Linked DNA regions of Mus musculus: region 2 is linked to region 1. The links are chromatin contacts, called in public promoter capture Hi-C maps. All regions are on one chromosome and are shown on one strand. The core of a region is the stretch at or near the end of the contact, and the rest is flanking DNA. Distances in the headings are between cores, read along the strand shown.

The links. Promoter capture Hi-C pulls out the DNA fragments that hold promoters and counts their contacts.
Region 2: a contact with region 1 is called in a promoter capture Hi-C map of embryonic stem cells, with 5 times the contacts expected there. The contact joins the promoter of Samd5 here to the promoter of Ust in region 1. A contact is called at or near these places in 2 of 39 promoter capture datasets (embryonic stem cells and hippocampal neurons), 4 of 484 Hi-C or Micro-C datasets (all in embryonic stem cells), 2 of 115 datasets of contacts at active chromatin or transcription factors (astrocytes and forebrain) and 1 of 9 other capture datasets (embryonic stem cells).

The regions. Positions count from the first base shown.
Region 1 is chr10:8,516,300-8,520,659 of GRCm38.p6, reverse strand. It overlaps Ust (uronyl-2-sulfotransferase), which reads left to right and starts at 1,835. Exons shown (of 8, transcript NM_177387.3): 1 at 1,835-2,510. The coding sequence starts at 2,261.
Region 2 is chr10:9,673,275-9,677,634 of GRCm38.p6, reverse strand. It overlaps Samd5 (sterile alpha motif domain containing 5), which reads left to right and starts at 2,427. Exons shown (of 2, transcript NM_177271.3): 1 at 2,427-3,130. The coding sequence starts at 2,672.

The DNA of each region.
Region 1 (4,360 bases), core at 586-3,085:
CTGACCTCACTTCCTAGCCAAAGAAGTGTGACTGGACCTATGGAGAATTTTGTTTGCTGGCTCATGCTCTTTTAGACGGTCCAGAACCATCTGCCTAGGGAGTCGTGTGCTTCACAGTGGGCTGGGCCCTCCCACATTAAATAACAACGGGGCAGTCCTCCACAGGTATTCCCATAGGCTGATCCAGTGTAGGCAAGTCTTTAATTGACATTCTATCCCGTGATTCTAGGTTGTGACATGTGACTTTTAAAACTAACCATCATGCATTCTGTCCTCTAATTGTGAATTCTTGCTCCCAGGATCCCATTTCTCAATTTTCTGTGGAATAATCTCTGGATGGATAATGTTTTAAAAGTTTTCAGGAGAACAGTCGTGGAGCTATGAGGCTCTTAACTGCCCCACATCTCCTGATTACTGGACTATTTAGAATGATTTGGGGATCAGAGTTGAGAGGCATCGGAATTGTGTGGCCTGAGCTAAATGCTGTTTTCTAATCCCAGGGAAACCATGAAGAAATCTGCCCAGTGTCATGCTGCAGTGGTTAATATATCTGTCTTGTTCACAGTCCTACCTACCTGCTTATGTCACTAAATGTCACTTCTGTTTCCAACTTAACTCAGCTTGGAAAAGAAAAACATTATTGGAGAACTGTCTCCAACAGATTGTTTTTTTGCTCCTGTCTGGGGAGCATTTTCTTGATTGCTAATTGATGTAGGGGGGCCAGGCCACAGCAGGCAGAGAGCCGTTCCTAAGCAGGTGGCCCTGGACAGTACAAGAAAGACGGCGGAAGGTGAACCTAGAACCCGCGTAAGCACATTTCTCCAGTTTCTGCTCCAGTTCCTGTCTCTAGGTTCCTCCTGCCTCACCTTCCCTCCACAATGGACTGTAACTGGTAAGCCAAACAAATTCTTTTTTTCCTCCATGTTATTTTGGGTCATGATGTTTATCACAGCAACAGAAAAACAATCTAGGACACTGGAATCACAATGTAACTCTTAGGCCATATCACTTGTGTATCTGGTGATTTGTAAAAACAAAAACGATTAAGTGTGTTTGATAGAGCAGCCCTGTTCTCGGATAGGTCTCTGGGAAGCTCCGTGGGCTCTTTCAGTTCTAGAAACTTCCCAGCGGTGGGAAGAGAGATGGTGAAACAGGTCTGTGAAGGCACAGAGCCTTCTCCTTTTATATCTGCTGTAAGGTCTTCCTCCAGTCAGTGGAGTACCCTTGTTTTCAGTGGAGTGCTTGTAAGACGAGGGAGGGCAAGAAAAAAGCGCCCTCTGATTCTGAGCCAAGGGCGTGAGCTATGCCTGGCTCTGCCGAAACCACCCACCTCTTGCCTTTTACCGTCCCGGCTAGGTCTTGAACCCATATCCCAGCACATTTTATATCGGCTTTTGGTAGGTGGGTCGCTTGGGATATAGAAAGAGAATCAAGTTCCCCAAATGAAAAGACAAACGTAGTCAAATCCTCCAAGGCGACTGTTTACGAGAGGGAAGTCAGCGGGCCCCAAGAGGTCGCTGGTAGCGCAGGAACCGAGACCAGATTGTAGAGAATGGAGGAGGAAAAAAAAAAAATCCACGCACCCAAAAACTTTCTTCCTTGTTGCTGATCCTCGGCCCCCTCCTCCCTCCCTGCCCGCCCCAGCAGAAGCCGTAATGTGACACCGAGTCCAGCGTCGAGCCCAGGGTTGGAGAGGGAAGGGAGGGCCGGGGAGGGAGGAGAGCGGGCCGTCTCGCGCCAGAGAGAAAGGGGAGGGGAGGAGAGGCGAGGAGGGAGGGAAGCCCCTGTCAAGGAGGTGGAGCGAGAGGGTGGTGTCCGCCTCCCGATCCTCCCTGCCTTGAGCTAGCCGAGCCTGAACTGGGACCAAACACACCGCCCGCGACCCACACAAAGCCCGGGGGGTCCACGCTGGCGCTGGAGGCGAGCCGGGAGCGAGCCCGGGGCGCGGCGGGACTTGGGGCGCAGGGCTGCTACGGGACGCGGGGCTGCTAGCAGGACGCGCGACCAGGCGTGGGTTGCGATCGCCACCCCCACGGCGGGGCCCGGGACATTTTGGGCCCTTTGGGGCCGCAGCGAGCGGTGGGGACCAAGACGAGCAGAGTACCCTGAGCCCGGCAACTTCGGCCCCTCCCCGCCCCCACCCGGCTGCCCTCAGCGCGTCCCTCTCCATGTGCAGACAGCCGGCTAGGCGCTCCGGCTGGCGGCGGATGGGTGACCTCTTCCTGGCCGGGGCGGGCTGTTCGAGGCGGCGGAGCCGGCGATGAAGAAGAAGCAGCAGCAGCATCCCGGCGGCGGCACGGATCCCTGGCCCCATGGGGCCCCTGTGGGGGGCGCCCCTCCGTGCCTGGGCAGCTGCAAGCGCCGGATCCCGCTGCTGCCTTTCCTGCGCTTCTCCCTCCGGGACTACGGTTTCTGCATGGCTACCCTGCTGGTCTTCTGCCTGGGCTCCCTCTTCTACCAGCTCAGCGGGGGACCCCCTCGCTTCCTGCTCGACCTGCGGCAGTATTTGGGTAGGGAAGGGCTGCGCCAGCCCCGCAAAGTTGGGCACTCGGGGAAAGGGTGATAAGCGGGGAACATCTAAAGCTGTCACGGCCACCACGGTCCCCGAGGCTCCCCAGGTGGGATGCCACTGAGCATCCCTCAGTGAGGCAGCTGGGAGCGCCTGCTTCCTACAGTACTCTGGGCTGCCCGCAGCGACGGGGGACTCCGGGCAGGTGTCCCAAGCCCGGACACCACGTACCTGTCCCCGAATCGCCACTCCAACTGGGGCAGAATAGACATGTGCATGTTTGTGAATATTTGTGTGTATGCTGGCCTGGCGGTGCGTGCACAGTCCTCTCTAGGATGTGGTTAACAACTTACAATCCTGTCCCGTCTGGCTTTTCCCTTCTGAGTTGTGTGGGCTGGTTTAACCCCGCTTTCCAGTCACTTTTAGATATTCTATCCACTGGGTCCCCCGTTTGTGAGTTGGCCCAGGTGATTCCAGTCTTTCCCTAGGTTGGTTTGTTCCTTGGCAGCACCTGCGCACCCCGCGGACTGCAGCGAGAGTGCGGGAGAAATTGGGGCTGTTTCTAGGTGCCAGTCAACTGTGCCGCCTTCGAAATTCCGCCCCGTATGTGTCTTAAGTCAACTTTTTTTTTTTTCTTTTTGGTTCGTGGCTGAAAAAGGAAGAGGTTGGAACCCAAGAAAACAGATTTCAGTGAGGTATGACCTCGCTGCTCTCTCATCCATGATTCTGAGTGCCAAGGCTTGGCCAGCACTCGCTCAGGTCCCAGGGATGATGCTGGCTCCTGTGCCTTGGCTGAGGGAGGGTGTAAATTCCTTGACTTCTGTGGCCAGGAGAGGTCGTGCGGGGGTTGTCTCTGAGGTGGTTTGAGTGGAAGAACCTACCGTGGTCATCTGCAGGTCCAGAGTCAGTTCAGGTGGAGACTCCATCAAAGTGCTGGGACCAGAATGGGCTGCCCAAGACTCATACAGTTACCTCAAAGGTCCCTTCCCTTTTGGTTCGTGGCTGAAAAAGAAAGAGGTCTCACAGAAGTCTCAGGTCTAGTAACAGCAGGCCTGTTTGGAAGGAAAAACAAGAAAACCACAAAACCACACCAACAAAGGGTGTTTGGGAGTAGTGTAAACTGATAAAATTGCATTGCTTCCAGGGACAGAAGCTCGGATTTTTAAGAGTTAAAATCTCATTTCAGTAAAAACATTGGGGATACTGTGACTTCACAAGAACTGATACGGAAGATTAAAGAAAAATATTGCCTCGGTCAAATTTCCGAAGCACAATTCTTAGCATGTGGCTTTATGGTTTTGGGTTAATAAGCCCTTTTTATTGGTGAGTGTAACCTCTTCATTCTCTGCCATTCTGCCTTCTGGGTCTTGAGTCTTATCTTCCGTGCTTTCAGACACCTGCTCTTGCTCCTGGTAACGTCACCGTCACTATCAGGATCTAGTGCCCACTAGTATTGGGAAGTGATGAAGCTCAGGGCTGTTCTTCCATAGAATCTGATTGTGTGTCACCCATCACCAAAAGTTCCTTTTAAGTTAAGTGTGGCGGTCTGCTGCATGGAGGGAACTGTGCTGGGTGGGGCTGGAAGACCCATTCTATCCTAGGAGTGCTTTCCTTTGAGCTCCAGCTTTACAGCTTTGGCTCTTCATGGTGTAATTAGGGGCTCTTACAGTTTTGTGGTTCTCTTACCCTTTATGTGAAAAGGGAAACACAGGTGTGCTGAGAAGCAAGGGTGTTTGAAGGATAGAATCGAGAAAGTTCAGGGTCTTTGGTAGTCACCTGTTTTATTATGTGAGTCTCTGTTCTGGTATGCGAGACCTGATGAATATGGGATCAGCTGGTGGAAGAGAGAGC
Region 2 (4,360 bases), core at 1,178-3,677, 1.2 Mb before region 1:
TCCTGCTGGTTCCTTTAGCAATGGCTAGGGAGCTGGAAATCCAGTGGCTGGAAGCCTGTCCCTGAGTTTCTGTCTTCATAGTTCTCTACCCTTTCCTCTACAGTGACCAGACGAGGAGGGAATGTTTCACACATGGGTCTTCCTTTTTTTGTAACATAGCGGATAATACTTCTAAGAGCCACATATACTTAGACATAAATGCAGATGCCTGGCATATAGTACCAACTTCCGAAGAAGCATTTACAGAGAACTTCTGTTCCATTGAAGCAGACTTGTTTTGAAAGTACTGCAATACCCACCTCACCAAAACCCAACGGTTTTCATGACAAAGCATTGAGATATAAAGGTACACGCGAGGGCATTATCTGTACATTACGAAGGCAAATAGGAACCATAAAGCCCTCTTCTTCCTTCAGCCGAACAAAACAAGTTTGGGACTTGGGCAACGCCTTAAAATTCCAGCACTTGGACACAAGAGGGCACTGTGAGCTTGCTTTGGCAAGGGACGGAGGGCAAGTTACAATCCGTGCTAGGTAGGGAGGGTCCGGGGTAACCCAGAGCCTTGCTCCAGGATCAGAACCATAATCTAGTCTCTGAACACGGAAACGCGGGTGATCTAGGACTGCGGGCAGACACGGCTCCGTGACTACCCGCGTTGTAGTCTTTCTTCTTCCCAAACAGAAGGTTCTTCCTGGTAGCTATTTTTCAGTATGAGACGTTTGGATCCAGGAGCTTGGGACTCAGCATATAGGCCCCAGCTATTGTAGAAATACGGGACGCATTTTGGGTTCACCCATATCAGGTATTTTACAGACCATAAAGGAGAGAGAGAGAGAGAGAGAGAGAGAGAGAGAGAGAGAGAGAGAGAGAGAGAGAGTTAGTTTGATTCTCAGTGTCTGTCCCAAGAGGGGTTTAAGCTTCACTAATTTAGTGGAAACGTGGCACAGAGAGTCCCTTACCCACAGCCAACGGTCCTGGAGCCACGGGGAACGACTCTAAAGCCACGGATGGGCAGTGCCATCATTAGTGTTGTGCCTAGAGACAGGTAGGGCCCCAGAAGGACTCTTTCAGGAAGGGTATTGGCCAGGTCTGGCTCTAGAGTGAAGCTGAGTGTTACTTTTGTGAAAAGGAAATTGTTGCTGCCTGCAAGGTTTCTTAAGGTTCTAACTGCTTCCCCAAAGATCAGACGAAGTGAAAAGAGGCCTAGGAACTCCGGGGGGTCGCCCTTCTCCTCCCCACTCCCCCGCCTCCATTCAAAGCTGGGCCATGGGCACCAGGAGGGAATCTCGGTTAATTTTGTTACTCCCATCTAGGCAGAAGTGCTAGATGCCCTAGTGTTCTCTTTAACACAGCTGCGTGGTGGTGTATGTGGTGGTGTATCAATTAACACGCGACCCTGGGGCAGAGAAGGGGGAGTCGGCTGTGGTCCCTGTCTCGGAGGCAGAAAACCTCTCTTGTCCCTGGGCAGGGAGCCACCTGGGGCAGAAGAGCTGTAACGCGAAGTGAATAGAAAGCAAAAAGGCAGGGAGAGATTGAGGGGGTCTGACACAACGCGGTGTGCTTGTGTGGCTGGAAGGAAGGTGGGGGTGGGGAGGGATGCCGATCAGGTAGGGATGCGCTGACCGAGGAGGAGAAAGTAACAACCCACCCCAAACTTTCGCAGGTCAGATGGCCTTGGAGGGAGAGGCAATCGGGAGCAGTCGTGCCCCTCCCGACACCCACCCGGTGTGACTAGTTATAGCGAGGAGGGGCCTCGCGCCCATCAGGCTGGACAGTCCCCACGTCGCTCCCACCCTGCTGCCAAAACGCAGCTGCTTGGGGCACAGAGCGCAGCACCACAGAGCCAGACACACCGTGCCTGTGGAGCCTTAGCAACCCGCTCCTTTGAAAGGACATTCTACGTGCATCGGGAAAGGAGAAGGGACACTGGACTCAACAGCTTCTCTCAGGACCAGTGACCGGGTCCTCCCCTTGGACACCCAGGCGAGAGTACCCACTGGCTTGGGAACTGAGCGAAGAAAAAAAAATCTAGGGGTTTGGAGAAGTCGGATTCAAAAGAAATGTCGAAAGATATCCAGGGCAGCCACCGGAGTCCGGAAGCTTAATAGCCACCGGGTCACCGTGACCCCGGGAACGACAGTGACTGACAAGCGCACAGACCAGGCGCTCGCCATCATCCACCGGTCTGCCCGCCGGAGCCGCCTCCACGGCGTGGGACCCGGTTGCAGACGTCCACGGAGCCGGCCAGATAGCGACATGCAGCGAGCACTCCCCAGACTGCCCCAGCTGGGGAACCTCCTGGGCGGCGCAGCGCGACGGTGACCCGCGCGGGTGCGAGGGGTGTGCCCGGCCCCGCCTGCGCGCCCCTCCCCGCGGTGGCCGCGCATCCAGGGGCGGCGCGGAGCCCAGCCGCTCGCCCAGCCGCCAGTGCCCGCGAGCGCCGCGCCTGCTCGGGGAATCCACTTCGCCGCTAGACGCTCCTCGTTTTCTCTCGCTCCCTCCCCGGCTGCTTTCTATGGCTCTGACTCTGCGGCCGGAGCCTAACCACTAAGGGAGAAACTTTTCCTGCTGTTTCTTCTCCCCACCCCTTTCCAGGAGAGGATTAAAAGTTGCAAGAACTGGTGCCGCCCGTGTCACTTGGGTACTCGCTGGCGAGTTCCGAGTCTCAGCCATGTGCACCAACATAGTTTACGAGTGGCTGAAAGCGTTACAGCTCCCACAGTACGCTGAGTCCTTCGTGGATAATGGCTACGATGACCTGGAAGTGTGCAAGCAGATCGGAGACCCGGACCTGGACGCCATCGGGGTGCTGGCTCCCGCGCACCGCCGGCGCATCCTAGAGGCTGTGCACCGGCTGCGGGAACAGGATGCGGCCGCTGCCGGCCTCTACTTCACCCTTGAACCGCAGCCCGTGCCACCGGCACCGCTGGTAGAAGCGGTGCCCCCAGGCCGCCGGGGGGAGCCATGTGGCAGCTCAGCCCAGGGCACTCGCGGGGACCCCCGTGGCCAGCCGGGCGCTCCCTGCAGCAGGGAGCTGGTGAGCTACCCTAAGCTGAAGCTGAAGATCATGATCCGGGATAAGCTGGTCCGCGATGGCATCCACCTGAGCAAACCCCCATACTCACGCAAGGTAAGGAGGCCCCGCCAGGGCGACCTTGGGCATGGCGGGAGGGAACCAGGCCTGGAGCTTCTGCAGCGGCTCAGCAGTCAGTCTAGGTGACAATTGAGAAACCAGGGTGTTCGGGGTGTCTGGTTCTCCCGTTTTCTGCGTTATCTATCTATTCCTTCTGTGCTGGCGTCTCTAATAATAGCTGCTCACTCATATTTTGCATGTAGACAACTCTTAACAGCACCCTAGCATATGGGCTCGATTGTCAGGTTCTGAGCAATGGGTGCTTGCTTTTGGTGGCCACCGGGAAATCCTAATGCCTCTGGGAAATCCTAATGCCTCTAGTAGTGTCTGGCTTGGAAGAGTGAAAAAAAAAAAAAAGATGGGTCACATCTGCCTTATTTTCAACCTTCCTCTTTTTCTTTACTTTTTTCTTCTGAGTTTTGAGAAACTTCCAAGAGGAGTGGGTGACTATTGCCAAAGGAGTAGGGGAATTCAGGGCCTGCTGTTCTCAATTCCATGCTATGGAGAAGTGTCCCATTAACAGGAACCTATGTGTGTGTGGTGGTGGTGGGGGGGGGGGGCGTGCTAAACACAAAACTTGTGCCTATTCACAGGAGGCTCCTAAAGCTTAAGGATTCCGGGTAATGGGATGCTGAGCAAACGGGTCATCTGGGGTCTGTGGTATCACTAGTGATTCAGATGAAAGGAAGATAGATTCTTTTCAAAACTCCAAGGCACATGTGTAAGGAAGGCCAGGAAGAGGTGACATTTCAGTACCTAGAAAGCAATCCTCACACGTGAGAGCAGGCTACACGTTCTCATGGCCGCTCTGTGTGGCACGCAGACATGTGGCATGAGGTTTGAACAATTAAGTACCAGAAAGTGCATTTTTACACCAGAGTGCTGTCTCTAGCTTCAAGTGGGTTGGTTTGGCTTAGTGAAGTGAATAGGTTTGGCTTAGTTTCTGAAGCTGTCCTCCTAGAGAGTGCCAATTTGGCAGAGATGCTGACAGCACAGGTAATGTCTGGCATTGCCTGGAACTCAGGAAAATGAGCATCTCAGCCTGAAAACAAGGGGCCTGGAGAAGCCTAGTTGAAGAATATGCAGCAGGCTAGGTGTGTTAACATCTAAGCATCATGGGAGGAAATATCTGGTCTAAATGCTGTGTGGGTGGCATTAGCCCCAGGGGGCTGGACTGAAGGTCATAATGCCTAATGGTCAAGTTCAAGGGCTACTGGTGCACAAAGT